6 separate regions of the Mus musculus genome follow, and all the other regions are linked to region 4. Evidence: chromatin contacts called from public Hi-C, HiChIP or PLAC-seq and promoter capture Hi-C data. All regions are on one chromosome and are shown on one strand. The core of a region is the stretch at or near the end of the contact, and the rest is flanking DNA. Distances in the headings are between cores, read along the strand shown. Region 1 has its middle 170 kb from the start of 2310003N18Rik. Region 2 has its middle 35 kb from the start of 2310003N18Rik. Region 3 has its middle 110 kb from the start of 2310003N18Rik. Region 4 holds the start of Ncam1 (neural cell adhesion molecule 1). Region 5 has its middle 5.1 kb from the start of Gm39336. Region 6 has its middle 92 kb from the start of 2310003N18Rik.

The links. Promoter capture Hi-C pulls out the DNA fragments that hold promoters and counts their contacts. A called contact is a pair of places that touch in the nucleus more often than the background predicts. HiChIP or PLAC-seq counts read pairs in DNA pulled down with a chosen protein or histone mark.
Region 1: a contact with region 4 is called in an H3K4me3 HiChIP or PLAC-seq map of neural progenitor cells, with 14 times the contacts expected there. The contact joins the enhancer-like site here to the promoter of Ncam1 in region 4. A contact is called at or near these places in 5 of 39 promoter capture datasets (the 3T3-L1 cell line, 3T3-L1-derived adipocytes, cranial neural crest and 1 more), 10 of 484 Hi-C or Micro-C datasets (cerebellar granule neurons, cerebral cortex, cortical neurons and 4 more), 15 of 115 datasets of contacts at active chromatin or transcription factors (astrocytes, craniofacial prominence, differentiating embryonic stem cells and 9 more) and 1 of 9 other capture datasets (liver).
Region 2: a contact with region 4 is called in a Hi-C map of uterus, with 2.7 times the contacts expected there. The contact joins the enhancer-like site here to the promoter of Ncam1 in region 4. A contact is called at or near these places in 4 of 39 promoter capture datasets (cranial neural crest, embryonic stem cells and liver), 1 of 484 Hi-C or Micro-C datasets (uterus) and 9 of 115 datasets of contacts at active chromatin or transcription factors (craniofacial prominence, embryonic basal ganglia, embryonic forebrain and 6 more).
Region 3: an H3K27ac HiChIP or PLAC-seq map of embryonic stem cells shows a contact between it and region 4, with 11 times the contacts expected there. The contact joins the enhancer-like site here to the promoter of Ncam1 in region 4. A contact is called at or near these places in 5 of 39 promoter capture datasets (the 3T3-L1 cell line, cranial neural crest, frontonasal cranial neural crest and 2 more), 1 of 15 datasets of contacts at CTCF or cohesin (the NIH/3T3 cell line), 8 of 484 Hi-C or Micro-C datasets (the AML12 cell line, cerebral cortex, cortical neurons and 2 more) and 19 of 115 datasets of contacts at active chromatin or transcription factors (the NIH/3T3 cell line, VIP interneurons, embryonic forebrain and 9 more).
Region 5: a contact with region 4 is called in an H3K4me3 HiChIP or PLAC-seq map of forebrain, with 7 times the contacts expected there. The contact joins the enhancer-like site here to the promoter of Ncam1 in region 4. A contact is called at or near these places in 5 of 39 promoter capture datasets (the 3T3-L1 cell line, cranial neural crest, embryonic stem cells and 1 more), 7 of 484 Hi-C or Micro-C datasets (cerebral cortex, cortical neurons, embryonic fibroblasts and 3 more) and 12 of 115 datasets of contacts at active chromatin or transcription factors (the NIH/3T3 cell line, astrocytes, differentiating embryonic stem cells and 8 more).
Region 6: a promoter capture Hi-C map of neural stem cells shows a contact between it and region 4. The contact joins the enhancer-like site here to the promoter of Ncam1 in region 4. A contact is called at or near these places in 11 of 39 promoter capture datasets (the 3T3-L1 cell line, 3T3-L1-derived adipocytes, cranial neural crest and 7 more), 1 of 15 datasets of contacts at CTCF or cohesin (the NIH/3T3 cell line), 5 of 484 Hi-C or Micro-C datasets (the AML12 cell line, the HL-1 cell line, dorsal root ganglion neurons and 2 more), 17 of 115 datasets of contacts at active chromatin or transcription factors (the NIH/3T3 cell line, craniofacial prominence, embryonic basal ganglia and 12 more) and 1 of 9 other capture datasets (adipose tissue).

The regions. Positions count from the first base shown.
Region 1 is chr9:50,063,023-50,067,146 of GRCm38.p6, forward strand. No RefSeq gene overlaps it. Among named protein-coding and RNA genes, the nearest start is that of 2310003N18Rik, 170 kb to the right of the region's middle. Within about 2 kb of position 1,644, at least 33 of the 459 cell types and tissues checked have an H3K27ac peak or open chromatin away from gene starts, as enhancers often do. A contact at or near this core is called in cerebral cortex, neural progenitor cells, oligodendrocyte precursor cells and 2 more, where this site is marked.
Region 2 is chr9:50,196,228-50,200,317 of GRCm38.p6, forward strand. No RefSeq gene overlaps it. Among named protein-coding and RNA genes, the nearest start is that of 2310003N18Rik, 35 kb to the right of the region's middle. Within about 2 kb of position 2,289, at least 1 of the 459 cell types and tissues checked has an H3K27ac peak or open chromatin away from gene starts, as enhancers often do. A contact at or near this core is called in uterus, where this site is marked.
Region 3 is chr9:50,121,594-50,126,022 of GRCm38.p6, forward strand. No RefSeq gene overlaps it. Among named protein-coding and RNA genes, the nearest start is that of 2310003N18Rik, 110 kb to the right of the region's middle. Within about 2 kb of position 2,813, at least 15 of the 459 cell types and tissues checked have an H3K27ac peak or open chromatin away from gene starts, as enhancers often do. A contact at or near this core is called in embryonic stem cells, where this site is marked.
Region 4 is chr9:49,797,458-49,801,817 of GRCm38.p6, forward strand. It overlaps Ncam1 (neural cell adhesion molecule 1), which reads right to left and starts at 1,612. Exons shown (of 19, transcript NM_001113204.1): 1 at 1,221-1,612. The coding sequence starts at 1,272.
Region 5 is chr9:50,304,800-50,309,206 of GRCm38.p6, forward strand. No RefSeq gene overlaps it. Among named protein-coding and RNA genes, the nearest start is that of Gm39336, 5.1 kb to the left of the region's middle. Within about 2 kb of position 1,497, at least 59 of the 459 cell types and tissues checked have an H3K27ac peak or open chromatin away from gene starts, as enhancers often do. A contact at or near this core is called in cerebral cortex, cortical neurons, embryonic forebrain and 4 more, where this site is marked.
Region 6 is chr9:50,139,381-50,143,769 of GRCm38.p6, forward strand. No RefSeq gene overlaps it. Among named protein-coding and RNA genes, the nearest start is that of 2310003N18Rik, 92 kb to the right of the region's middle. Within about 2 kb of position 2,896, at least 23 of the 459 cell types and tissues checked have an H3K27ac peak or open chromatin away from gene starts, as enhancers often do. A contact at or near this core is called in neural stem cells, where this site is marked.

The DNA of each region.
Region 1 (4,124 bases), core at 394-2,893, 270 kb after region 4:
GGCAAGATTTAGGCCAGGAGGCTTGAGAACTATCAGTGACTCATTTTCCCAGTTGCTGAGGAAATAAGATTATGACAGAAGCAAGGGAGAGAGAAGAGGCTACTCGTGATAAAACCCGAACAAGCTGGTAGGGTTATTTAAGTCCCAGTTCCAGTGATCCTTAAGAATCTTTTATCCCTTGAATAATATAAAGCATTCTAGTCCTCTAGTCTCTTCCTGGTACATTTTCATTTGTGTCTAAGACAGTGTGAGTTGGGCTTTTTACATATTATCATCAAATATGCATGGTGAATTCTGAAAGGTTTAGGTTTCATCAAGAGCTACTGGCAAGTGGTATGAACTACCCTGTTAGGAACAGTGCAAAGAGAGTACCCTGGCGTCAGCCTGGATCAGCGTTTGGTTGTATGCACATTTGTTTACTCTTTAGGCTTCTCTGAGTGAGAAACATCCACTTTGTCATTTAAGTGGCAAGAAAATGAACTCTTGTCAGTCCTTGGCACTTTCTATTCAAATATCCACATGAAAGATCCCCGGGGCTGAGATAAAGATAAGATGAGCAAAACCTAGGTATACCATGGAAGGAAGTACCCACTCTCAGAGTCTTGCAAATTCCCTCAGCTTCCTTTCTTACCACATCCTAGCCCCATTTTAGATGTTCCAGATGCTATGAGGACACAGGGTGTGAGCTTTCAACATAGTAGACTGTCAAATTTATTTTGGAACTGAAATCTAAAACAGCGAATTTTCATCTGGCTTTGTCACCAATTCAATATGATCTCAAAAAGACTCTGTAACCTATCTGGGCCTGGGCTTCTTATTGGTAAATTAAGAACAATCACGTCTACTCTGGTTATTTTCAAGCACTGTGATAAGAATAATATTAAATCATGAACGGAGTGGTTAACAGGCTTCTTGGAGGCTGTACAATTCATTCACTGGAACATTAAACCTAATCTCTTACATAAACTCTAGGTTTGCCTGTGACTCGTTTCTTATTTAATTAATTAAACAAATAGGTATTAAGTGCCTACCATGATCAAGGCTGAGAGAGGTACCTGTGGAGAATGAGAAGAAAAATCCAACACATAATATGTTCCATAGGAAATAGAAGTTAGGTGGGATGAGAAGGAAACCACCACCAGGACTCACATAGCTTGATTGATACCCAGTGATTCCCGTAGCCCATTGCCCAGTGGTTATCCTTGGTCTTTCCTTATCTCTTAAGGCAGGTCTACGTTTACTCTTAGGTCCATCTTTTTCCACAGGCCAAAGTTGCTAGGGGAATAACCTGCAATTAGAATTATCTTAGAGAAAAAAGAATTCATCTCAAAAAAAGAGCCAGCTATATATCCTTGACTTACCTGAAGCCTCTGAATATCAGACTTGGAAGACAAAGTTAGCCAGTGAGCAGGTCTAAAAGAGAACTCCTGGTGAATATTCTTTATTACTCTTTTTGGTATTTCTTGACCTTCAATGACACATCTTATATTTTGAGGTCTAAGATAATTGGAAATAAAATGGGAGTTCCAATGTTCAGGGTTCAGAGCCCCTCAGAGAAGTGGCAGGAGTCGGATTATACTGCATGTCCAATACTCAGCAGCAACAGGCGAGGCATAAAGTCCCTGCAAATCTCTCATCCTCTGCTGTCCTATCTGGGGAAAGACATGCCAGCGATTTAACAAGCACAAGGGTGTAAATCACACAGTGAAAACTCTCACCATGGAAGGACAAAGATTTCCTAAAAGAATGAGGGAAAAAAGCCACCCAGTGCTAGGCATTCTAGGAGTTAGTGTTGGTGTCTAAATGTTAAACATTTACATTTTACAGCAAAGTGACATTTTTAAAGGCATTCTATTGCCCATTTGCAGCCATTACTCGCTGTTGGCCATGGACTTAAGGCTGGAGCTGAGCGATGAATCAAAGGCACCCTTTGTACCATGTCACTAAGCAACTGCCTCCTCTTCTGTCTCTCACAGAGCCTGGGCTGGGCACACAGCCTGTGTCATCCACATGGTGAGTTTACGGGTCTTGATTTATGCCAGCCAACGTTTCCTGAGGAAAAGGCAGTTGAGTTTGGGCTTGGGCCATGTCTCGTCGATGTGCTGGGAGGAAAACATGGAGCAAGTGGGGATCAGCACAAGTAGGCAAGGTCAGGCCTGGTGTTTTGTTCCAGATTGCCCTAGCATCTGTAGAATATCGCTTCAGTTCAAAGAAGGCAAGTAGACAGCATGCATGTTGATGAGCTCCTTTGCAATCCAAAGTGGGCATTCCTAGTCTATCATAAAGTATGTTATTGAGCCAGATGTAGCTTGGAATTGTATACGATATATATTTCAAGACTCCCTTACCAACTGGCCAGTTGGCATATGAGATGAGCCTATTTGTCACCCTGTCTATGTGCCAAAGTCTGATTGCCACCTCTTTTTTTTTACATAAGGCTTCAGCATTTCTTCATATATAGCTGTCTCTGTAATGGAAATAACAAGGTTGGGGACAGCTAACCTGCACACTTCTTTGTGTGCATAAAAATCACTTAATCATGCTGGCACTGGACAAGAATTTGATGTTGTCCACAACACGTACACAGAAAGTCATGATGCTTGTCACTTAATGAACACATGCTGTGCATCAGGTATGCAGATGGGTTAACTGATTAGTATTCGCCTTTCACAGTGAACTGAAGGCTCAAAGAAATAAAGTCATCCATAAGACTCAGCCAACCAGAGAGAAGCTGTACTTGAACCCAAGAATGTCTAACTCCAAATAGTTCGTTCTTAGATTAAAAAGTAGACCTTGATACTGGGCACATTGGCTCGCCATCTAAACATTCAAATTTTCTTCTTTGCATCAAGAGGAGAGAGAAGATCCTTTCTTCCTTTCAGAACGTGTCTCCAGATCGTTCCTCACTCTGTCTAGCTTCTAGCTTCCCTGGCAGCTCCTTTAACCCTCCTTGTTTTCAGTTTTCCTTTTAACTAGGTTACAGGGCAAAGTCCAACAGAAAGACAGACCTAAGTGTATGTATGAGAAAGGACTTAACAACAAACATCAGTTATCTCATTTCATAGATGCTAGTAATTGGCTAACAAGGAGGGCTCCTAGCATCCCCACAGTGGGACAAGTATGAGATTCTCATGCTTGGCTCCCAGAATGAACCATCCCTGTCTCTCCTTGCTGAAGCTTTCAGCAATCCTAAACTCTCTGTATTCTTTCAAGGTCTTCTTTAGTGTCCAGTCTGGATATCTGATGTTGTTCTACCAAGAACTGTCAACTGTCACCCTTTCTTCCTTTACTGACACTGCTGCTCCACACTCTGGCACATCTGTCTAGCAACTCCTGCTCTCATGTCTTAACTCTGCATACTTCTTCTGTAGGAAAGATTAGTTCGGTGGCCATATCAAATTCCTAGAATCGAGCACTTCCTCCTAAGCACAAACTCCAATGTTCTTGGTCTGCCTCCTTCACTGGGCTAAAGGCTTGGTGTGTGTGTGTGTGTGTGTGTGTGAGAGAGAGAGAGAGAGAGAGAGAGAGAGAGAGAGAGGAAGGAAGGAAGGAAGGAAGGAAGGAAGGAAGGAAGGAAGGAAGGAAGAAAGAAAGAAAGAAAGAAAGAAAGAAAGAAAGAAAGAAAGAAAGAAAGAAAGAAAGAAAAAGATTTGTGGCTCTAATACTCAGCACCGTCTCCATGCCTCCCCTCAAAAATCAACAGATGTATACATAAATGATTAAGCAGAATGGATAGATGAACTCACTGTCATGGAAACTAACTAGATGAGCACATGTAAGAAGGTGTTCTCCTCCCTACTTCTGTACCTAGTTCACTAAAATTGGCAGATGTCCCCTGAGCTGGAGGAAATGTGCAAGCAGCCAGCATAACCCACAGGGAGTTCAGTCTCAGTATCTAAAATTGGTAGGAAAATAGTCTGAGAAAGATTACCTTATTCAGATGCTGTCCATCAAACAACTTCGGGTTGAAAGAAAAGCAAACACGAGCGATTATATCTTAGTTTTATCACTTGGCATGGCCAAAATCCATATCGGAGGTTAAAAGAAAAGTTCAGAATTTGGCCTCAGCATAAAAATGTGTATTGATTTCTCCAAAGTAGGTATGTGTCCATCCATATGAGAGT
Region 2 (4,090 bases), core at 1,039-3,538, 400 kb after region 4:
ACCTTCATGTGCTTTAGCCACTGCTATTTGGAACTTCACATTCTGAACAGTCAAAGCTTTATTGGTATAAGATCATAACATCTCATGGAATTCTCATTAGAGTGAGGTCAAATTATATATCTAACGGTCTGGTATTGCTTGGCTTGTGAACTGCCTGAGCAGTGGCTTCTACAGATCACTGAAGAGGAGAGTGAGGGTCGATGGTCAGATCTATCTTTTATCAGGAACTTGAACCTTAGTCACTTTAGCTCCAATACCTTGATATCTCTAGAATTCTGCCTTAGGGACACTACCTGTCCTTGGAGTTCATAGTCCCCAGCACTTGTGGCAAGTCCAGCACTTTCTTGCTGACTATTCTGCTCAGGTTGTATGGAGGAGCGTCTTTCCCTGCTGCCATTAGCAGTCCTCTCTCTATCTGACTCCCATCACTAAGTCCCCAGCATCACTTAGGATCCGACACCCCACACCCGCCACACACACACACACACACACACACACACACACACACACACACATACACACACACACTCACACCCTCTGTCTTTCTGTGAAGTGAGTGCCACTTCCAAATCTCATCTTCTAGCCCCATCCTTCTCATAAAACATGCACATTCTCTTCTTATGACTTACTCCTTGGGGTCCAGGCCAGCATTCACCTGCCTCTTCATGAACAATCGTTGTGGTGTAAGGTTTGTAATAGAGGCTACTCTCTCACATCTAAAGACTGTGAGGGTCCTGGGAGGAATCCATGGGCCCGTGCTTCTGGGTGATACCTTCTTGCTCAAGCTCATGCTCCCACTCTCTTGTCTCCTCCAATTCTAGCTAAATTGACAATGACCAGCCTTGGCATCCATGATGTGGGTAAACCTAGGCAGGCAGCGTTGGGGGTCAGTGCTTAGCACCAGAAACACGGGTCATCCAGACACCATGGGCAGGGGTTGCTACCAATGGCAGCCAGTCATTAGAGAAATTACTTAGCAGACTTTTCTCTGAGGGAACAAAGCTTAATTTGCTGGGGCTGGCACTCTCTGTGGCCAGTGAAGAACTCTCAACTTATTAACTCCTTGGAGCCATCTAGAAAGAAAAGGAAAGAGAAAACATTCACACTAACACACACACACACACACACACACACACACACACACTGAGTAGATTAAACAAAAGGCAGACTCCAATAACTTCATACATAGAAATACATACATGCATATGGACCTACAGACAGACATACATATTGACACATGGAATGGTTAAAGCTGAGCTCCAGTAAGCAGGCTCCAAGTATTTCACACATACACATACATACCTATGTACACACAATTGGTGGATGGAGCAAGCTCCAACACACACCCAGACAAGCTTTAGATATGTACATACATTCACATAGTTGATGGATAGAAGGAACAATGTTCCAACCCCCACACTTTATTTTTTCTTCCATAGCTTGTATACCCTAGCAAAATCTTTCAATCAGTATAAAATTACAATGTGATTTTCTTCTAGTGAATTTTAGTTTTCTTCTAGTGAATGACTATGAAAACACAGTATGTTCCCAAATACCTTTACAAAAAAAAAAAAACCCATAGTACGGGTAAAGAAAACAAATTATTCCCAAGAACCCACATACATTTGTAATTAAGCAACTTGTTATAGATTAACAAAGTGTAGGCAAGCAAGGTGGTTTTCTCAGCCATTTTCTCTTACTGGCAGGCAGCAATTTGTGGTTACGACGAGAGGAGTAATTATTTTATTATTTATCTTTAAAAGTAATCTTATAAGACTCTTAAAAGAATCACAAATCTAAACTTTTTATATAAAAATCAGCCACATCTACTTTACAGCCTCAGAATGCATATCTACTTAACAGCAACTCTTATTAAATCATATCAGGAAACTGAAGGTAGAAATGGGAATAAGAAATCGATTATCACCAGTCCAGCCTCAGTGAGAGTCACGTCAGCCAGTGTTGCCATTGTTCTTGTTCCCTGACCATAAGAGGTCCCTAGCTTAACTAATAAGAGTGTAACTTTCTGAACTTCAAATAGTTCCCTAAGATTTTCTACATCAGTGCCACTAGCAAAAACATCTTAGCCTAACTTCACTAACAATGTTATTTTTCCAAATGCTTTCTAATGGTGGTAGTCATTGTTGACAATCTCCATCTCTAAGTTCTTCTCTAGGGTGGTGATTGAATCATTAATCTGCTCCACCAGCAAGGCCTGGAAGAGGTCAAGCTGTTGTGGAGTGCCAGCTATACTGCCCAGTGAGGGGGCTGGAAGCAGAGCAGAACTCCATAACAACAGGAAGCCCTCAGGACTCATAGTTCTCAGGGTCATGCCACAATGAGGCTCACCCATATGGCTGTGTAACCAGTGAGCTGCATTCGTGAGTTCTAAAGCTGTTCGCCATTCCTCCTCATGGCCCACAGCCCAAATGACTTATCATTTCCTTCTCTTCTCTGTGTCCATCATGTTCAAAAGGTGTCTACATAGTGCACATCTTGCTTTCCACTATTTTTTGGTGTCTGTTTTGGTAACAACCTCCTTCTTAATCACACCACATGCCCAGAGGTATCTGCTGACCTCTGGGTTCTGGTTCTAGTTCCAGGGCAGATTGACTCTGTTCTTCCTGTCCTTAGAGAGCTCTCCATTACCCTCCTATTGTTCTTCTCTCCTCTGTCCTACAGACTCCTGGTGTTGGTTTAAAGTATGCCCATGAACTCTTGTCTCTTAGAAAGCTGAGATTTTCTCTTCACTCTGGGGTCTGTATCTAGCAATTCCTTGAGAACAGTGATTAGGTCATGTTTTCTTCTTCTTCTTCTTCTTCTTCTTCTTCTTCTTCTTCTTCTTCTTCTTCTTCTTCTTCTTCTTCTTTTTCTTCTTCTTTTTCTCCTCTTCCTCCTCCTCCTCCTCCCCTTCTCCTTCTCCTGTCCTCTTCCTCCTTTTCCTCCTCCTCTTCCTCCTTCTTTTCCTCTTCCTCCCCCTCCTCTTCCTCTTCTGTCTCCTATCCTCCCTGCCCCCGAATTCTTTTACTGTAGAAGCCACATGCAATGTCTGAGAACAGTCTAGCAGCCTCTTGAAAAGGCTCATATCATAAGGACTGGAGATGTCTGGCCAGTAAACAGCAAGGACCCGAGATCAGCCAACAGAGGCATGAATCACTTCTTTGAGAATAAAGTAAACCTAAGAACTGGATTTTCCACTGTTAAATTCTATAGTTTAATTCTGGTTTTGTTTTTCTAGCTCTAAAGTTGATCCTTCAGAGGGCTGGGATTGTAGTTCATTCAATAAAGTCCTTGGCTTGCAGACATGGGGGACTGAGTTTGACCCCAGAGCCCATGTATAAATTGTGCAATGGTAATACACACTTCTAATATCAGTAATGGGGAGTCAGAGAGGGATCCTACTGGACAGGCAGTCTATACTGATTGGTCAGCTCCTGGCCAGTGAGATACCATTTCAAGAGATGAATACATACTTCCAAGAATGTCATACAAATTTTCCTCTGCCCACATCTATAAACATACATGTTCATGTGTGCAAATACACACATACACACACACACACACACACACACACACACACACACACACACAGTGGGAGGGAATTGAGAGGAAGAGAGAAACTGAGATATCTTTCAACTCTGTCGAGCTGCCAGCTAAGAGAAATCCCAGCTGGTACTTTGAAGGCACTCCCGTGACAGACTCTGAACTAGAGCCATTTGTGAAGCAGTTCGTGGATTCCTAACTCTAATCAACTATGTAAAGTAATAAAATATTTATATTTGAAGCCACTGAGGTTTAGGTCATTCCACAAACAATGCATAAGCTCTGCGAAGACCCTTTCCTGTCATCTTTCAAGGCGTCTCCCACAAGATTCTTCCCGTCATAGTCACATGTCGAGCAGCTGTTAGTCAATTGCTTTGACTGGGAAGGACTGACCAGGGACTGGGAGAGCCTAGGAAAGGCTAAAAATTGATACTTTGGGGGACCAAAGAGAATATAAAATGGTGAACTAAAAATACAGGATGATGGATGGAACCGTGTATTATTTTTCTATAGTTGCTACCAAAAAATTACGACAAACTTGGCAACA
Region 3 (4,429 bases), core at 1,563-4,062, 330 kb after region 4:
AAGTGGTATGACCCTCTCCCCTTTGCAGGCTCAAGGAAGACACTTGGAGTGACTTTTTCAAGAACCCACATATCTATTGGGCAACCCCAGATATGGGTTTTCTAATACTCTAGACTCCAAGATTATGACTTTGCAAAGAATCCACCCAACACACAATTTCTGGGCTTTGGTAGACATTGCTAAATGCTGGGAGAGCTTTTCAAGAAATATGTGTAATCTTCAAGAAATAAAGGACAGGTCCAAGTTTATCCAACTCTCCTGGAAATAGTAAGAGCTGAATTCAGCAAGGAGATTATGCTGCAGGTACTAAGATCATGGGAAAGAAAAGACTGGAAGAGGAGCCAGCCTCCGCATTGCATTGGTGACTTGCCTTGTTGGTGTGACAGTGTATCTGATGAAAGACTGGGAAAAGGGAGGGATAGCATTGTCCCTAAGTTTGAGGTATAGTTCTTTGTGGAAGGAAAGGTAAAGCAACAGGAGCACGAGGTGGCAGGCCACATCACATCTGCAGGAGTTGAGGCAGCTGGTCACACCCATTCAGTCAGGAAGCAGAGAGCAATAACTGGTCTACTTAGCTCACTCTCTCCTCTTCTGTCAGCTGGAGAGCCCAGACCACAGAAGGGTACTGCCCACATTTAGGGTAGGTATTTCTATCTCACTTAATCTAATCTAGAAGCATCCTATAAACATGCCTAAGGATCATTTCCATGTTTATTTTAAATGCCATCATGATGCCATAAAGAGTAACCACCACAGCATCTTAAGATAAAAGGAGAGAGGAAGGAATAAGTGTTGAGGGGTTAGTTATAAAAACGGGCACTATCTGGAAGTTCTAACGAAAATAGCAGGGCAGCATTGTCTGGTTCATATTGAATCCCAGGACATACAAAAGTAGCACCTCCCCCCATATTTGCCAATATAGCAACCAATAGTCTCAAATGGAAATGACATTCTTCACTAATGATACTCTCAAGGAAGCTATCAAGGCCACAAGAGAAACATCTGAGGTTGGAGGAATCTGGATACCTTACAGTGAAAACAAGGCACTCATACATGTTTTCCCCAGAGCCTTCTGCTGGACACTAAGATGACATCAGCACCCACTGCTCTAGGGATAAAAGCTGCAAGGTGCAAATCCAGATCTAGAAAATCAGTGCAAGTTGCCTACTGACAATATTGAAATATTGAAATATTGACCACAGAAGTCACTACAAAGGGACAGGGCTGTTGAATGTGGAATTACCTAAGGTTGGCAAAGGTAACCTTACCTGAGGGTTAAGTGCATGGGTCAGAATCACCTCATTCCTAATTGAAAAGAGGGGTAAAAATTTCCCTCATCCTGGCTGAGGAACTTAATCTGATGGAACAGATAAATACCATGCTGTTGTTATCCAAGCAGAGATCAGGTTCAGAAAGATGGTTGGTGGCATGGATTCTGTTGGAGTTAAGACAGGTGTTGGGCTATAAAGCAGAAATCAGCAACCAATTGATTATTGACCTAGGGTTGGGGCAAGGCTCCAAGATTGAGGTTCTGGGGGGAAACTGGCCCAATGAACAGTGCTGGGGGGGGGGGGGGAGATCCAAGAGCTGATTGCTTTTCTACCCCTGGAGCTCTGATAATTCCTTGCTGAACCTAGGTGGTCTAGCCTGCAGAGTGCAGTGAAGGCCACAGGCTTCTACCAGATCTTCCAAGCTCCACTCAGAGATGGGAAGTTCTAATAAAACACAAATCCTGATTCTCATTGGCTCGAGGACTGCGAAAGCCTGAGTGCACAGGGGACAAGCTATTATTGCTGGCAAAGGACTGTGCTGAGTCAGGCAGGGAAGCTAATAAGAGTCTACACACCAGGAGCCTCCAAATTCCCTCAATTTGGAGCCAGCTTCTTAGAGAGACAAAGTTGAAAGAGAGATACAAATATAGGGCCTGTGGTTTAATGGAGACTTTTTATTTATTTATGAATGCAACTGAATGAGAAGTATTGCAAAATACAAACATCAGATTATCTTCTCTTACATACTTAGTGGATAAAAATATAATGACATGAAATCCATTCTGTCCCAGGAAATTGGAGATAGACGGAGGTAATACCCATAGACCATCAAGAGGGAAAAAAAGCTATCTTGTGGTGTCATTAATTAAGCAGAGCATAAATATTTATTGATCATTACTATGTGCAAAACATTGCAGTAGGGGCTGTGTAAGATTTGAAAAGAATTAAAGGAGGCCTCCTGTGCATAGAGTTTTCTAAGCCAATGGTAGGGGAAGAGAGGGAAAAGGTGAAAAGCAATACTCATTAACCCTGCGGTTTCTGCCTGTGTTACCTGGACACCTTACGTCCACAGAAGGTCATTATGTTTACCTGTGCAGCAGACTGGAAGTGCTGGGAAATAACCCCTCCCCCTAGAAGCAGCCTTCCACCAACCACTCAACCCCGTTGCTACATAAATATCTCAGCCCTTTTGCCCCACAGGTGGGATAATTTTGAGCCATGGGGCTTTGTACCTTTTCCAAGCGTTCCCTCGTGGGATTAAGCTCTGGTCAACTGCTGTGCTGGTGGCTTAATAACTCAGCCTTTCTTCCTCCCCCTTCCCTCCCGTGGACTTCTCAAATAAATGATCTGCCCTTGAATCTCTGGTTCCAGAAGAAGGGTCTGAAGAGAAAGCAGAAAAAGACAAGTGGGGAAAGAAGAAGAAATGCTGCTGCGTCTGAGGACACAAACAAGACAGCCACCAGCTGCGTACTCTGAGACCCATCCCTGCGTCTAAGGCCTTTTCTACTCTGCTGATTGTTTAGCATTACAATGGTGGGGATGGGCAAGGCATCTGTGAGAGATCTGCAGTCAGCCTGACAGGAAGCCAGCTCCCATCCTCCAGCACATCACTCTCAGCTTTGTGGCCACTCAGTCATACTTCTCTTACTGCCCCACACCCCTCTGCTAGGTAGACTGCGCTCCCACTGGCTCACTATATAAAGGTGATGGGTGTGTCTGTTGAGTGGAAGGCATGAACCTAGTGGAGAAGATGCCAACAGGCCAAGGACAGCTCAAGGTTAGCTTTAAACGGAAGGAAGGATACAGCTTTACTGGGGGTTCAGAGGGAGGAGGGAGGGGATGAGTCCAGCAGTCTAATGGGAGGATAGAGATGTATGAATTCAGATTCAATGAAATCATGCTGTTGCATTGTGACTATCCATACTCCAAGAACCTTCCCCTTAGAGGGCAATGCTCCCCTCTGTGGATAGTATTAGTGTGGGTCTCTGCCCTGTCACCCACAGAGTTAGCATATGACTATCCTTGCTTCACCTCGCTGTGTTCCAATTGCAAACCCCCAGAATCTAACATCCAGCCCATGACAGTCAGTCAAACTCAGGCTCCTCGCAGGCTTCTCACGTCACTGAATGTACTTCAAAGGTAAACTCTATTACTGCATAACAAATTATTCCCAAAAGTGTGGCTTAAAATAACAACAAAAATAGTTATGTTGGGTTTGGTTTGGCATTTGGAAGCCCCTTGGCTGTGAGGTTCTGGCTCAGGACTTCTCACAAGGCTGCAGTCATGGTGTAAGACCTGCAGTTACCAGAAGGCATGGCTGGAGATGAGGACCATGCCCACATGATGTACTCACATGATTTGAAGCAAGAGCTTGTATTTTTATCACTATTGGCAGGACATGCCAGTTCCCCTACACACGGACTTTCCACAGGACACATTTTGAGTGGCAGTATTGCCTAATGGCTTGCATTTCCTCAAATCAAATTATATATAAACAGAAATAAGGTAACCCACAGTGTCTTTTAGACCCTGGAAAGTCATACACTATCACTTCCACAATATGCTGTTAGTCACAGGCATCTCCAACTCAATACAGGCAGGAAGCATCAAAGAGTGTAAGAACCAAGGCCAAACACCAGGAAGGATTTTGGAAGCTTGCTATCACGGTCATTCATGGACATTCAACTCCCTAGCACCAATGTCCTACGGTAGTCAGAGGCTGTGGTCATGGAAGCATCAGGGTGGATGCACACTGATACTGATCTCCAGTAACTTGTTGGGTTCTTCTCATTTTCTAAGCCTGCTCCTCCAGTCTCCTGTGAGTTCTTTTGGCTCTCACATCCTTACCAAGGGCAAAGTTAGTTTCTCCTGCTTGAAAACAAGAAGTATATCTAAGATAGATGGTATTGGTCTCTAGGCAGTGGTGGTGAGTTTATATGATAAGAGTTGGGGAGAAGAAAGAGCTGAGTCTTAGAGAGTCAAGTTTATGGAAGAATGGAAGAGGGACATAATTGTAAGTATCCAAGAGAAACTGTTAGAATCACTGGGCAGCCCTGAGAACCAATGGGCTTCACAGAAGACAGTTAAGAGATCTGTGCTCAACATGTTGTCATGGCTTTTCTTTTTTTACTTTTAATTTAACCAAAGCCCATCTTCAC
Region 4 (4,360 bases), core at 362-2,861:
GGCAGCACACGCCCCCCCCCCGCCCCAGCTGTCGGCCCATCCCACCCAGCTCTCGGCGGCCCCAGTGCCCTTTGCTTCCCCCTCTCCCAGTCCATTGGGACGCCAAAGCACAAATCCTTGGGTGGGGTAGGGGCAGCAGCTGGAAGGGAGGGTGGGCACACTGAGGAATTTTCCAGGGAAAGCCGAGATGGAAATAGCCAAAATGCAATGCGCCCCCTTCCCGAATGCTAAGGATCTCTGGGCGGTGGCACAGCCCTCGCCACCCGCGACAGCGTCGCTACGGTCTTTCTCCCGAGCTCCCCATTGTTCACACTTTGCCAGGATCAGGAATATCGCCCAGAGAAAGGAAGAGGTGTCTTGGGCAGCTGGCTACCTGCCATTCTTCGCTGGCACCGTGCAACCCTAGGCTCTCGGTGCGTGTAAAGGCACACGCGCGCACACGCGCGCGCACACACACACAACCAGGCAGCCCCGATCACGCCCTCCTCACCCTCCGCCCCTCTGCACTTCCTCCTGTCAAAACGCGGCGCTGGACCCTCCCATCCCTCCGTGCTCCCGGCCGAGGGCAGGTTTTGCAACTACCCAGCAATTTGGCAAATGAAAAACTAACGTCATTTGCACGGGGGTGCAGGAACGACCACAGGGCCCTGCGGTGCTGCCGGTGGTTGCCCCATTTTGCAAACCGTTATTCGGGGCGGGGAAGACGGGGGAGTAAGCGAAGGCTGCAAGCCTCACTTTACCCCAGCCCGGGACATAACGGTGGGGGTAAAACTGCCCCAGCCTTATTGTTCACTCTTCTCGAAGCTTGACAAACACCTCTAGGTGAAAGATGAGCCTGGGGGGCGACACCACCCGAGCCACGCATCCGCCACCCGCCTTCGGGGAAGGGGAAAGCAGCGCTGCCCATCACGGCAGCATCCCGGTCCCCATACCCCTGTCCCACCTCCGCGGGCACACAAGTGGGAAGGGCGTGCGCGGCCGCCACTGAGCGGGGAGGCAGCCGCGTCCAGCGCCGTCCCGGAGGGCACGGGTTTGGCTGGCCAAGCAAGGACGATACGATGCGCTCCCTTCTCAGCTCAGTGAAAATGCTGTCTTTGCTTTACACACAAAACCAGCCAAAAGAACCGGGCTTCTCGGGGATAGGGAGAGAAGACAGGGGCAAGCGGACAATTAACAGACCCGATGTAGATTTTTTTTAATTAAATTAAATTAAAATGTACCTGCAGTTCCCAGGAAAAACAAAGTCCAGATGAGATCCTTAGTTCGCAGCATTGTAAACTGCCGGCTGGGAGGGATGTTCTGGCCGCGGTAAATTCAGTGCCTTCCCCTTGCAAGCGACTGTGGACGGCGGCGGAGCAATGGACCGAGGAGCAGACAATTGCCAGGCTGGGTATGATTATTTTTGCAGAATTGTTTCTTGCCAGCCACTGCCGAGCTGCGTTCACGCGCTGAGCGGAGAATGAGTGACAGTCCCAGCCTCAGCACACTCGCAACTCGGAGATCCCTGCGCTGGCCCGGGTTGGCTTTGATGGAACTGGGGATGCGAGCGACGGGCGGGGGGCGGAGGTGAGAGCCTCACTGTGTCCTTCCACCACGCCGACCACAAATAGTTCCTAACATCCAGGAGGTAAGAGACAGGGGAGGCAGATGCGGCTGCCTGTAAAACGCGGCCTGGAGTTACCAAGGGAGCCGGGCTCTTTCACAGGGAACCTTCCAGGCAGAGCTGGGATTTCTTTTCACCCTTTTCCTTCATTCACGTCTTTGGAGATCATTCTGCCCTCCGGCGTTCCTTAATCAGGAATTTGAACGTTTTTAATAATTAGGGGGAAAAAGAATTTTAGATTCGGTTCGATTTTCAAAGTTGTGGACACCCCCCCCTCCAGTTTAGTTACTAAAGTCCTTGCAATAAAAAGCATATGGCTGCTTCTGCTTCTTCTTCTTCTCCTTCTTCTCCTTCTTCTCCTTCTTCTCCTTCTTCTCCTTCTTTTCCTTCTTTTCCTTCTTTTCCTTCTCCTCCTCCTCCTCCTCCTCCTCCTCCTCCTCCTCCTCCTCCTCCTTCTCCTTCTTTTCCTCTTCCTCCTAAGAGAAGGAAATTGGAAATTTGGAGAGAGCTGAGGGCTGTGGAGGTTTGTTTTGTTGTTTGTTTTCTCCTGGCTATGAAGTTCATCTTCCCACAGAGGGAGCAACTCACAGCAGCACAACTCAGATCTCAGAAGTAGGGGGTGGGGAAGCCAGTCAAAAGAAAATGCAGAGCCATTTATAAGTAATATTCAGGAATAACCAGAAACTGGTATTGGGATCCTCCCTCTCTCTCCCTCCTTTGCCCTGGCTCTTCTGTGTGTATTAAGGCACAGGAGCGACAGCAAGCATCCTCCTTCAGCGGGAGACCTCCACTCTTAAGGCTATGAAAATACAATATGACTGAGATATCAACACAAAGACTTCCATTAATCAAGCAGCCTTGTTTGTTAAAAGAGGGGATGGGAACATAGTGAAATCAACACTCTTTAGCACCTGAGTGGGGCTTGAGTTGTGCAGGAAATACAAGTGAGGGTGCTCCAGAAGTGGCTCTGCTCAGTGAAGCCCTCTGACAGACCAAAGAGCCAGTTCACACACAATCCCAAGCCCTGCAATGTTCTTTAAAGGGCAGACTCCTTGATGCTTTAGCAGTCAGAAAACCCACCTTCTGCTAGCTGACCAGTCACCATCCAGCTCTCCTTTCCTCTGTATAATGTACCCAGTCCTATCACATGCTGCGGGTTCCAAGGATCCATGAGAAGCAGTCTGTCTCCCAGGAATCTTTCATGTTCACTTTTTAAATTTTTGCCTTATGGTGATTATAAACAATTCAAAAATACAGAAAAGTAAAAAGAATATCTCTTTGCCCCAGATTCTAAAGATAGCCCAATTTTTCTAAGTTGTGTATATATATGCATACAAATTTTGTGTGTGTGTTTGAGAGAGAGAGAGAGAGAGAGAGAGAGCGCACATGTGCATGTGAATACAAGATAAAGCTGCCACAACCTGAGAGTTCTGAACCATAAGTACAAATGACCCTTTCCTCTCCGTAAGGGGTTTACATGAGGTCTTTGTCCCTGAGCCAACAACCTGATTAATATTATGCACGTCACATATATTTTTACATATTGCTAGTTGTGTCTTTGACGACACACTGTCTTTTGCCAGTATATAAAATGACCACCTTATAACTTTATGAGATAAATGTCTCTGACTCTTTCCTAATTGAGTTTTCTACACAGACAAAGATGGAGAGACTAGGCAGAGGGTAGAGAGGAGTGAAGGTTGGAGCATCCAAAATAAGAGTTTTCTAATTTTACCACCCAGAGTGAGAGACACACCCATTCCTGCAAACTTTGCTTCTTATAGCCCATGTCAGAAGAATTAAAAGATTCCTCTCCAAATGTTTCTATTTTTAGCCTTCAGATGTAGACAAGTGTGGAAATCCTATCTCACTTCAGCATGAATAGATTTTTTTTCCCTTTCTGTTTCTCTCCAGCCCCTCCCATTGCCATGTAGCTGTTTCTGTTGTCATGACTGTTCTGGGATTCTGCCCACTTACTTCTGTCCACACTCCTAGGGTTTCTAACATGGTCCTTTAACAGGATGGGTAACTGGTCCCTAGTTCTTCAGCTTTCTTCTGTGTTACTTTTCCACACTGCCCATAAACCATTTTTGTTAAATTTGATGATGCTGTGGCTGTGAATACCTCTGCCGCTAGAGAGAGAGACAGAGACAGAGAGAGAGAGAGAGAGAGAGAGAGACAGAGAGAGAGAGAGAGAGAGAGAGAGAGAGAGAGAGAGAGAGACCAGGCTGTTAGACACACGTCAATAAGCAGCTCCATGAAGAGGAAGAAGACACCTAGACCAGACCATATGTAGGAAAAGAGATTTGTTTGTGTGGTCTGAGAAGACCAAATGGCCAGAGCAAGAGGCCAGTCAGGTCAGTGTTAGAATGGCATGGTGCGTCCTAGTGGAAGACGGAGTAGTGGGAAAGGATAGAAAGAGACTTCCAAGATGAAAGCAGCAGAGTTTCAAAACTTTCTCAAGGCTAGATCTGAAGTAGAAAGAAGAGGCACAATTTCTTTTGATTCATTCCACTGAGTATCAGGTAAATGCTGGTACTGCTCTAGACAGGGGTTTGGGATAGTAGGCTCCCGTCCTTATGGAGAAGACAGATGTTAAATCATTAGACATCTAATCAAGAGGTGATGATAAGTATCAAATGGAGGGATCAGACATGCTGTGGGTCATGGAGAGTTAGTTCCCAGGTACAGAGAGATTGTCCTTTTGGACCAGAGCTGATGTGGAGACATCTAAAAATATCTAGAGAAAAATTTGAG
Region 5 (4,407 bases), core at 247-2,746, 510 kb after region 4:
GGACAGGAATTCAAGCAGGGCAAGAATCTGGAGGCAAGAGCGGATGCAGAGGCCATGGGAGGCTGCTGCTTGCTCCCCATAGCTTCCACAGCCTGCTTACTTATAGAACTGAGGCCCACCAGCCCAGGGATGGCACCATCCACAGTGGACTGGGCCCTGCCCTATTGCTCACTAACTGAGAAAATGCCTTACAGCTGGATCTCGTGGAGGGGGTTCCTCAACTGAGGCTCCTTCCTCTCCGGTGATTCTAGCTTATGTCAGGTTGACATACAAAACCAGCTAATATACCCATCATAATCATTTAAGTTCTAAGTTAGTTCTCCTTGCTTGCCTCTTTCACTGAAGAGGCCAAGGCCCTCGAAAGCTACAATGTCTGAGTTTCCTTGTGGGTGGCTCAAATTCCATTTGGTCACTGGGAAACACCAGGATGAGTTCCAGCTGTTTCTTTAATGCTGTGTTAGTTTCTTTTTTTGTTGTTGTTGTTGTGACTAAACGCCCAAAAGAAGTAATGTAAGAGAAAGGGGATTTATCCTGCCTCCTGGTGGTCAGGGAATAAGAATATCATGGCACATAAGATATATATATATATATATATATATATATATATATATATATATATATATGTAATATATTATATGTATAATATATAATGTATATAATAAGAATATCTTGGCAGCAGGAAGAGGAGGCAACTGGGCATTGTCAGCAGTCAGGAAGCTGAGATACGGATGCTGATGTTCTTCTTGCTTTTTTCCTCTTCACTCTGGACCCCAGCCCGAGTAAACAGTGTGACCTGCATTAAGGAAGTAGGCTTGCTAAGTAATCTGTCTTTTAGGTGATTCTAGTTGCTGTCATTTGTGTCAGCAAGTAATACTATCACACACTCCTCTCTCCCCGGAGTGGCATCTCTTACAATGCAATCATGTGTCACCTAAAGACAAAGATATGTCTGAGAAGTGCATCATTTTGGTGAGCAAACATCATAGGATGCACTCATGCAAATGCGGATGGTATAGCTCAGGACACAGCTAGGCTAAATGGTATAGTCATCATAAAAGTGGCCGGTTGTTGACTAAACCACTGTTGCACAGTGTGCTTCCCTGTCTAAGTGACCCCTGCTCCATGATTCCAGGTTTATAATTGGAAAATCATTTCTGTAAAACTCTCCCTCAGGGTGGTAGTAGCTTCCTGCTGCCGTGATTTCAAGAGGCATCACTGTCCTTAATTCATTCCATTGATCCAGAGGAAAAAGCTCACTGCGGCTTCTGGTGCATCCACCCTGAACTCCACCCACTCCACAGAGTGAAGTGGGCACAGCAGTGGAGGCGGAGCCACCGCAGACCTCATCTGCCAAGCACTGAATGGCTGTTTTCTCTAGGAAGCTTCCCGCAGGAGAACACAGGCTTTTCTGATAAAGCCAAACAACAAGACAGAATGGCTGCCCCTGTGAGCAAATGTGCTCCTGAGGCCCGAGTCTAGTCAGGAGGTTGGTACCAGCAGCCCTCCAGAGTCTGGTGATGTTGCCATGGTAGCAGAAGGGTCACTGCTTAGCAACAGGCCAGAGCTGCGGGAAGTTGCTAAGGTATTTTCACATGTGTTAAAGCAAATGGATGTTTATGGCAGTCTTGAGTGTAAATACACCGTGGGGGGAGAAGAGAAAGCATACACACACAGGCCACCCAGCGACGTGAAGGGCTGCATTCCCCTGATACCCCGGGCCCAAAGAAGATGCCTTTTCTCTGGAGGAGGCTGTAGAAGACCTGGCGAAGCACATCTATCATCCTCCCTAAAACAGTTGACTTCCAATTGACCCTGTCATAAAAGCATCACCATCACTTAATTATCACTGTGGTCTCCTAAATGGATTTTGAGCATCTCAGTGACATGGTAATCAAATGCTAGTACTGCTGAGGCCCAACACACAGCCCCTCCGTCCCTCTCTTTCTCCATCACTTGGTACACATCATGTCACTTCTCTGTGCCTCAATGTCTTATCACACCTTTCATAGTTTTTGTGAGAATTAAGTTATTCCATGGCAGCATGACATAGGTATACCACATATAATGCATAATCTGTTCAAGATAATGTTCTTAGCAGCCAATAAAATTATGAGTGCCTGGCCCTATAGAAGTAACAACATAAAAATTATCAAAAGCTAGAGCATGTCTATTTCATTGCCAGCGTATCAAAGGAAAGGGCCTAAGTCCTCGGTTGGCCAGTCAACGTACCCCAAATCTGACTTCAGACTGAGTTGCCTACTTAGGGGCAGTTTTGAGGATTAAAGCAATTCATGTAGAAATGCAGCATAATGTCTGCCCTACAATAAAGATTCAGTAAAGGTTCCCCTCACTACAAAAAAAAAAAAAAAAAAAAAAAAAAAAAAAAAAAAGCTAGTATTGTTCCTTCCAGAAATCAGAGCTATGTAGGACTGAGTTCCAGCCCTGAACACATGCATGCACCCTACCAGACTTACACACATCTGTGTCTTCTTCACCCTGCCTTGACCAACACTTACTTCCTCTACCTTCCCACCAGTCTCATGTCTGCATGATCTTCAAAGCCATGCATAGGTCTACCCTTGCCTGAAAACTCCCTGACCTAGCTAATTTTGGCTATCCACTTCACACAAGCTGGAGTTATCACAGAGAAAGGAGGCTCCCTTCAGGGAATGCCTCCATGGGACCCAGCTGTAAGGTATTTTCTCAATTAGTGATCAAGGGTGGAAGGGCCCATTATGGGTGGTGCCATCCCTGGACTGGTAGTTGAAGTGTGGACACTATGCCCCTCCTTAGATTTGGGAACAAAACACCCATGGAAGGAGTTACAGAGACAAAGTTTGGAGCTGAGATGAAAGGATGGACCATGTAGAGACTGCCATATCCAGGGATCCACCCCATAATCAGCATCCAAACGCTGACACCATTGCATACACTAGCAAGATTTTATTGAAAGGACCCAGATGTAGCTGTCTCTTGTGAGACTATGCCGGGGCCTAGCAAACACAGAAGTGGATGCTCACAGTCAGCTAATGGATGGATCATAGGGCTCCCAATGGAGGAGCTAGAGAAAGTACCCAAGGAGCTAAAGGGATCTGCAACCCTATAGGTGGAACAACATTATGAACTAACCAGTACCCCGGAGCTCTTGACTCTAGCTGCATATGTATCAAAAGATGGCCTAGTCGGCCATCACTGGAAAGAGAGGCCCATTGGACTTGCAAACTTTATATGCCCCAGTACAGGGGAACACCAGGGCCAAAAAGGGGGAGTGGGTGGGCAGGGGAGTGGGGGTGGGTGAATATGGGGGACTTTTGGTATAGCATTGGAAATGTAAATGAGTTAAATACCTAATAAAAAATGGAAAAAAAAAAAAAAAGAAAGAAAGCTGAGTAAGCCAGAGGAAGCTAGCCAGTAAGCAGCACCCCTCTGTAGCCTCTGTATCAGCTCCTGCCTCCAGGTTCCTGCCCTGTGCGAGTTCCTGTCCTGACTTCATTTGGTGATGAACAGCAATGTGGAAGAGTAAGCTGAATAAACCCTTTCCTCCCCAACTTGCTTCTTGTTCATGATGTTTTGTGCAGGAATAGAAACCCTGACTAAGACATCCCCTGACTACTCTAGGCTGTGGTCATCTCTCTACCTTGAATCCCTCCAGGATTTCCAGTGTTCACTGCTGGGTTTGTCCTATGCTTTCAGGGGGTTCACAGTTTGATTTAGTTGAATTTGTAAATCACGTGGCAAGTTCTCCTTTGTAGATAGTTCTTGAGCATGTTTTCATACCTGCTGACCTTCATCTGTCTAGGACTCTTTATCACTTGCTGTCTGTCTCTACTGTTGCTTACTGTGACCAGTTCTCATGGAATCTACCCCCCTGTTACCCGTTCCCAAGAATACTATGTGTGAAAGACCATAGGATCAACTAGTCGTGTCATGATGCCTGTGACCCCGAATCTGGAAAAATGACAAGATAAATTCAGCAGTTTAGTGAGTACCTAGAAAGGCTCTCTCCTGAGCCAGCGTTTACATATGTTGCTGGTGGCTAGTAGAGCAGTCACCATGTTGGTAGATGGTGAGAAGGAAGGATTACTTCTAGAACTCAGCAGAATCTACCTGAGTGCTTGAAGCCCAGGGGGGAAAAATCATAAAGGACAAGTGTCAAAGCCACAGGATGTAGCAATTAAGGATCAATAAATTTCTTGGCTATGTGCAATGGTTGGTGCCAATTGTCCAAATTGTAGTGTGAAATCACCTAGGAAACAAGCCTGCTGGCACACCTGTGAAGGATTCCTTAGCCCCTGGGCATGTTTATGAAGGACTATGTTGAAGCGATTAATTGAGGTAGGAAGACTCATCCTAAAAGTGGGCGGCACCATTCCCTAGGCTGAGATGCTGCGCTGTATAAAAAGGAGA
Region 6 (4,389 bases), core at 1,646-4,145, 340 kb after region 4:
GTTACTGCATATTTTCCTTGTTGTGTGTCCCTAGGTGTCAGCATTATTTCCTCTCTCTGAGTTTGCATAGCTAAATAGTGGGTAAATGAGGGTTCAAACCAGGTCAGGTCCTTACCCAAGCCTCTCTTCTTTCCACTACACTGCAGTTCGAGTGACCAAATATACCAGTGTGCCTGGCACTAATGTCTTTCTGTTTTCATGGTGTGGAGCCTAAAGTTGTTCACCCTAATCCCTGCATGATATTATTATTCTAGGGGAACTTAATGTGTGGCTTAAGGAAAGGGGTCTCCACATATGCACCATATTACTTCCTATTGAAACGGCTCTAAGTACAGAGCGATGGAACACTAAGAATTGGAGAGGATATGGAGCAGCTGGATCATGTATACACTGTTGATGGGAGGGTCAATGGATGCAACCACTTTGGTACATGGATGAATCTTAAAAATATGAATGTAAAGGTAAAAAGCCAGACACCAACGAGGCTATAACAAGTCTGGCCTTCAGTGGCAGACTTTAGAGAGGAGATCACTCCTGGGAAGGGAACAGGAAGTGTGGGCTGAGAAGTGAGAGGAGTCTTCCAAGGGTGTTAGACGTGTGCTGTGGCTTGATCCTGGGGTTCATTCACACGGGCACGTTCACTAAGCTGCATGCGGAAGGTGGAGTCAACCTTTCCTCCAGCGAGGTTATATTGAAGAGTTAGACAAAGGCAGAGACTAGCAGTCCAAAGACAAAATTTACAAGTGCAAAGAGGGGAGAGTAAAGGACAGTATAGACGGACACTACACTGAGGATGCCACTCAGTCCCGGGGGAACTGAAGACACGCAGTGTGCTTGCAACTTACCTTCCTACTCTGGAAAGTCTATCCACAGAGTCTGCTGGGACCAGGAATTTTCCACCACATCTTACAGGGCCAGAACAAGTAGCTCACAGGCAGAAATGGAAAGGGGGGGGAGGGAGGAAGGGAGGGAAAGAGGGAGGGAGGGAAAGAGGGAGGGAGGGAAAGAAGGAGGGAGGGAGGGAGGGAGGGAGGGAGGGAGGGAGGGAAAGAGGGAGGGAGGGAAAGAAGGAGGGAGGGAGGGAGGGAAAGAAGGAGGGAGGGAGGGAGGGAGGGAGGGAGGGAGGGAGGGAGGGAGGGAAAGAAGGAGGGAGGGAGGGAGGGAGGAAGGAAAGCTGCATTTTAAGAGTAGAAAAGTCACATGCCCTTAAGAAGCAGAAAGATTTTCCTCTCCTGTCTGAACTGAGGGTAAGTGGAGAAAACAGATTTAGGAATTACCCTGGGGGCAGCTTGTAGGAAATTAATAACCAGAAACAAAGTCAAAGCTGTTTATGTCTATCCCATCCCTAGAGAAAGAGTCCTGTTTGGGACATTTGGGTCTCCCTGGGAAAGGTGTGTCCCTGCTGAAGACAGGGACACGTGATCTCAGTGCCACATTTGTGCCTCCTGTGCACTCCTGCCAAGCTTTCCCCTTCTCTCCAGGTGCCCTCAGAGTCTAGCCCAGTGCACAGAGATTTCCTCCTTGGATGTCTGGTCCTGCAGACGAGAAAGGATTGCCAACTCACTCTGCTCTCCCTGAGTCCCACAACAGCCACCTCCAGCAGACAAAGGCTTCCCTCTCCCACAGAGAGCCGGGGAGGTCGGGGCAGGTGGGCGAGACAACCCCCATTCTTCTGGGCCCTCCTGGACCAGATACCTAGGCTCCGTCCTTTCTCTTTTCATTTTGTCTGGATTAGTTTCCCATTGCCTCATAATTCACACTTCCTGTCTAGGCTCCAAAGCCCATAGCCAGAGGATCCCTCCAGTGTGGAATGCCGCTTAATACCTTTAACATGCCTGCTTCTAAGGCTAAGAACAGGAGAAATACATATTTTCATGTTACATCTCTATCCATCTCTATATTTTTTAACATGTCATTGTGCCACTTTGTGCAAGATTGCCATTTTAAGTGGAGGGTTGGCCTCCCTCCAGGACTTGATGCATCGGGGTCAGGTGACCTCTACGGCAGCTGTAATTTTTCTGCTGAGCTTCCATAATTCGATGGGTTAGCCTGGGGAGTTTTCATCACCTCGGTGAGTTGCAGTGAGTAGCTCTTGAAAGGGAGGGGACAGCGTTTAAAGAGCAGGAATTCTTGCCTGCTTTCCTCTTCCTCCTCTCCATTTTCTAGGGAAAGGGGCAATTAAGTCCTTGTCTGGACTGAGGAAAGATTGAAGAATACTATGTACACACTGAACTCCTTAGGTGCCTGTGATATTGTTCACAGAAGCAAAGGCAAACAGAGCCACAGCCTTGATCATTTATAGCTACAGACTATTGGGAGCTGAAGCCCAAGGATGTTTACTGAAGCCAACCATAGATAACCACTTGCCTTTGTCTGGGGAAAAAGAAAAAAAGGAATCACTCCCTTGACATCTGTGTCAAGGTCATGGTCTAGACCTTCCTTGGACCCAGAAGGACTCAATCTGTAGACCCTGCAGCCCATCAGGACTGGACTGCCCAGAGCACGTGACCTCCCAGCCAGCAGCTTAAAAATGTAAAGTTGGAGGTTGGTCTTAAATTCATCTGTGAAGGAGTGTCAAATGAGAGAGACATCCTCCTCATGTCTGTGTGACCTTTGGGACTAGAATACAGAGGCTCTTTTCCCTGCTCCGCCCGCCACCCCAGGAGGACCCACAAATGTCCTCCCCTAGTGCTCTGGGGGTAACTGTACCTTGTGCCCAAGATCCTATGGTAAATCCCCCCTCCCTTCAAGTGCCTATTTAGAACCGGGAAAAGAAACAGAGGGGAAAATTATATAAAATATGTGTATTTTCTGCAATTCCTTTGGGTGATATCCCTAACAAGCCACAGCTGCAAGCAGCTCAGCTGAGCAAATGACGGGAGTGTATAAATATCTAGAACCACCGTGTCGCCAATTCAGTTCTCCTACTGCGGTCCCACATAGCCGCTTTTAACTTCTCCAAGAGATTTCAGAGGGAAAGAAGCCTGGGTTCCTGGCCAGGCCCTAGATACACAGTGAACAAAATCGGCCTGTGGTTTGTATTAGAAAGACTGGCCTGTTGGTGTAAGTGAGCACATGGGTACACACGGGTGCTCATGCATGCATGTGCACATGTAAATGTGCAAGCATGTGATGTGAGCATCTTGGAGGCTGGGAAGAAGGCTGCAGAGATAGGGAAGATGAATACCAACCACTAAAAGTTCTGATTTCCATGCCCCTGATATAGGACATTTGTTTACATGTGAGGGCAGGAGGGGAAATTAAACAATGATTTTCAAATCCCCAAAGAACTCTTAGGCAGCAAATGGTATCCAGCTGTTTTCCACCCCTGCCCTACTTTCCCATCTGCTGCCCGTTTTAGGTGGTGCCTATGGGACAAGAGCACTCACCACCTTTTGGTTGGCAAAGCCCTGGGCATTTTGGCATGTGAACTACACAGACCATCCCCTCAGAGATGGGAGTTGGCACAACCTGACTTTGCAAAGTTGACCATACTCTGAGTCTATACCATCTGGTAGAAGGGCCTTGCTTAGTGAGAAAGTAGGCCTGAGGCCAAAATGAGCAAGGCTCTGGAGTTCTCAGGGCATGGTGCCATGCCACTGGTGCCAGATACCAGACTCACTCTCTGGATCCCCTGAGAGCAGTTAAGAAAAGATCAAGACGGGTGATTTGGAAGACCTCCCAGTGGGCATCTGGATCCTGGCCATGGAAACCAAATCAAATCCTTGGGCTGTGAGAGTATGGTACATGCATATGCAGTAATTCATTCACCTTTTCAATAGACAAGAACAGCCACCCCTCCCCCACTGCCAGAAGCCAGCTCAGGCTTTGGTGTTGCCTGTGATTATTGATATTCATTTGCCCTAATAAATAGGGTAACATGACCTTAACAGAAAAGAGAGGTTTCCTCTTTTGATGGATGTAGAAGAATTTTGTTACCATGGCCACTATTTCTCAGCTCCTGTGGAAAGTCCTGACTCTAGAAATGCAAATTGTTGGGGACTTGCAACCTAGAGGAATGTGGCTCCAAAAGGAGGGGGCACTGAGGACATGTCTGCCTTCTGCCTCTGACCAAGTCATTCATACCTGGAAAGCAACTAGTCTGGATGCTGGTATGAGGGCTTAGAGGATTATATGATCTAGAGACTTGGGGACCAGTCTGTATTTTACCCTAGTAGCCTCACTCCAATGTTGTGTTCTATTTATTTTAGCTTATTAGTCACAATGTCACTGCTAAATCTCAGAGAGCAAAGGATCCTGGCTCCATTTTCTCACTTTGGTACCATCCTTGGGCTGAGCATTGGTCATGCATCTGTTGGCATAGCTTGACCCCTTCCTTTGTCTTTCCATTGCTGCTCTTTCCTCCTTGGCCATGGTGTTTGTTGACTG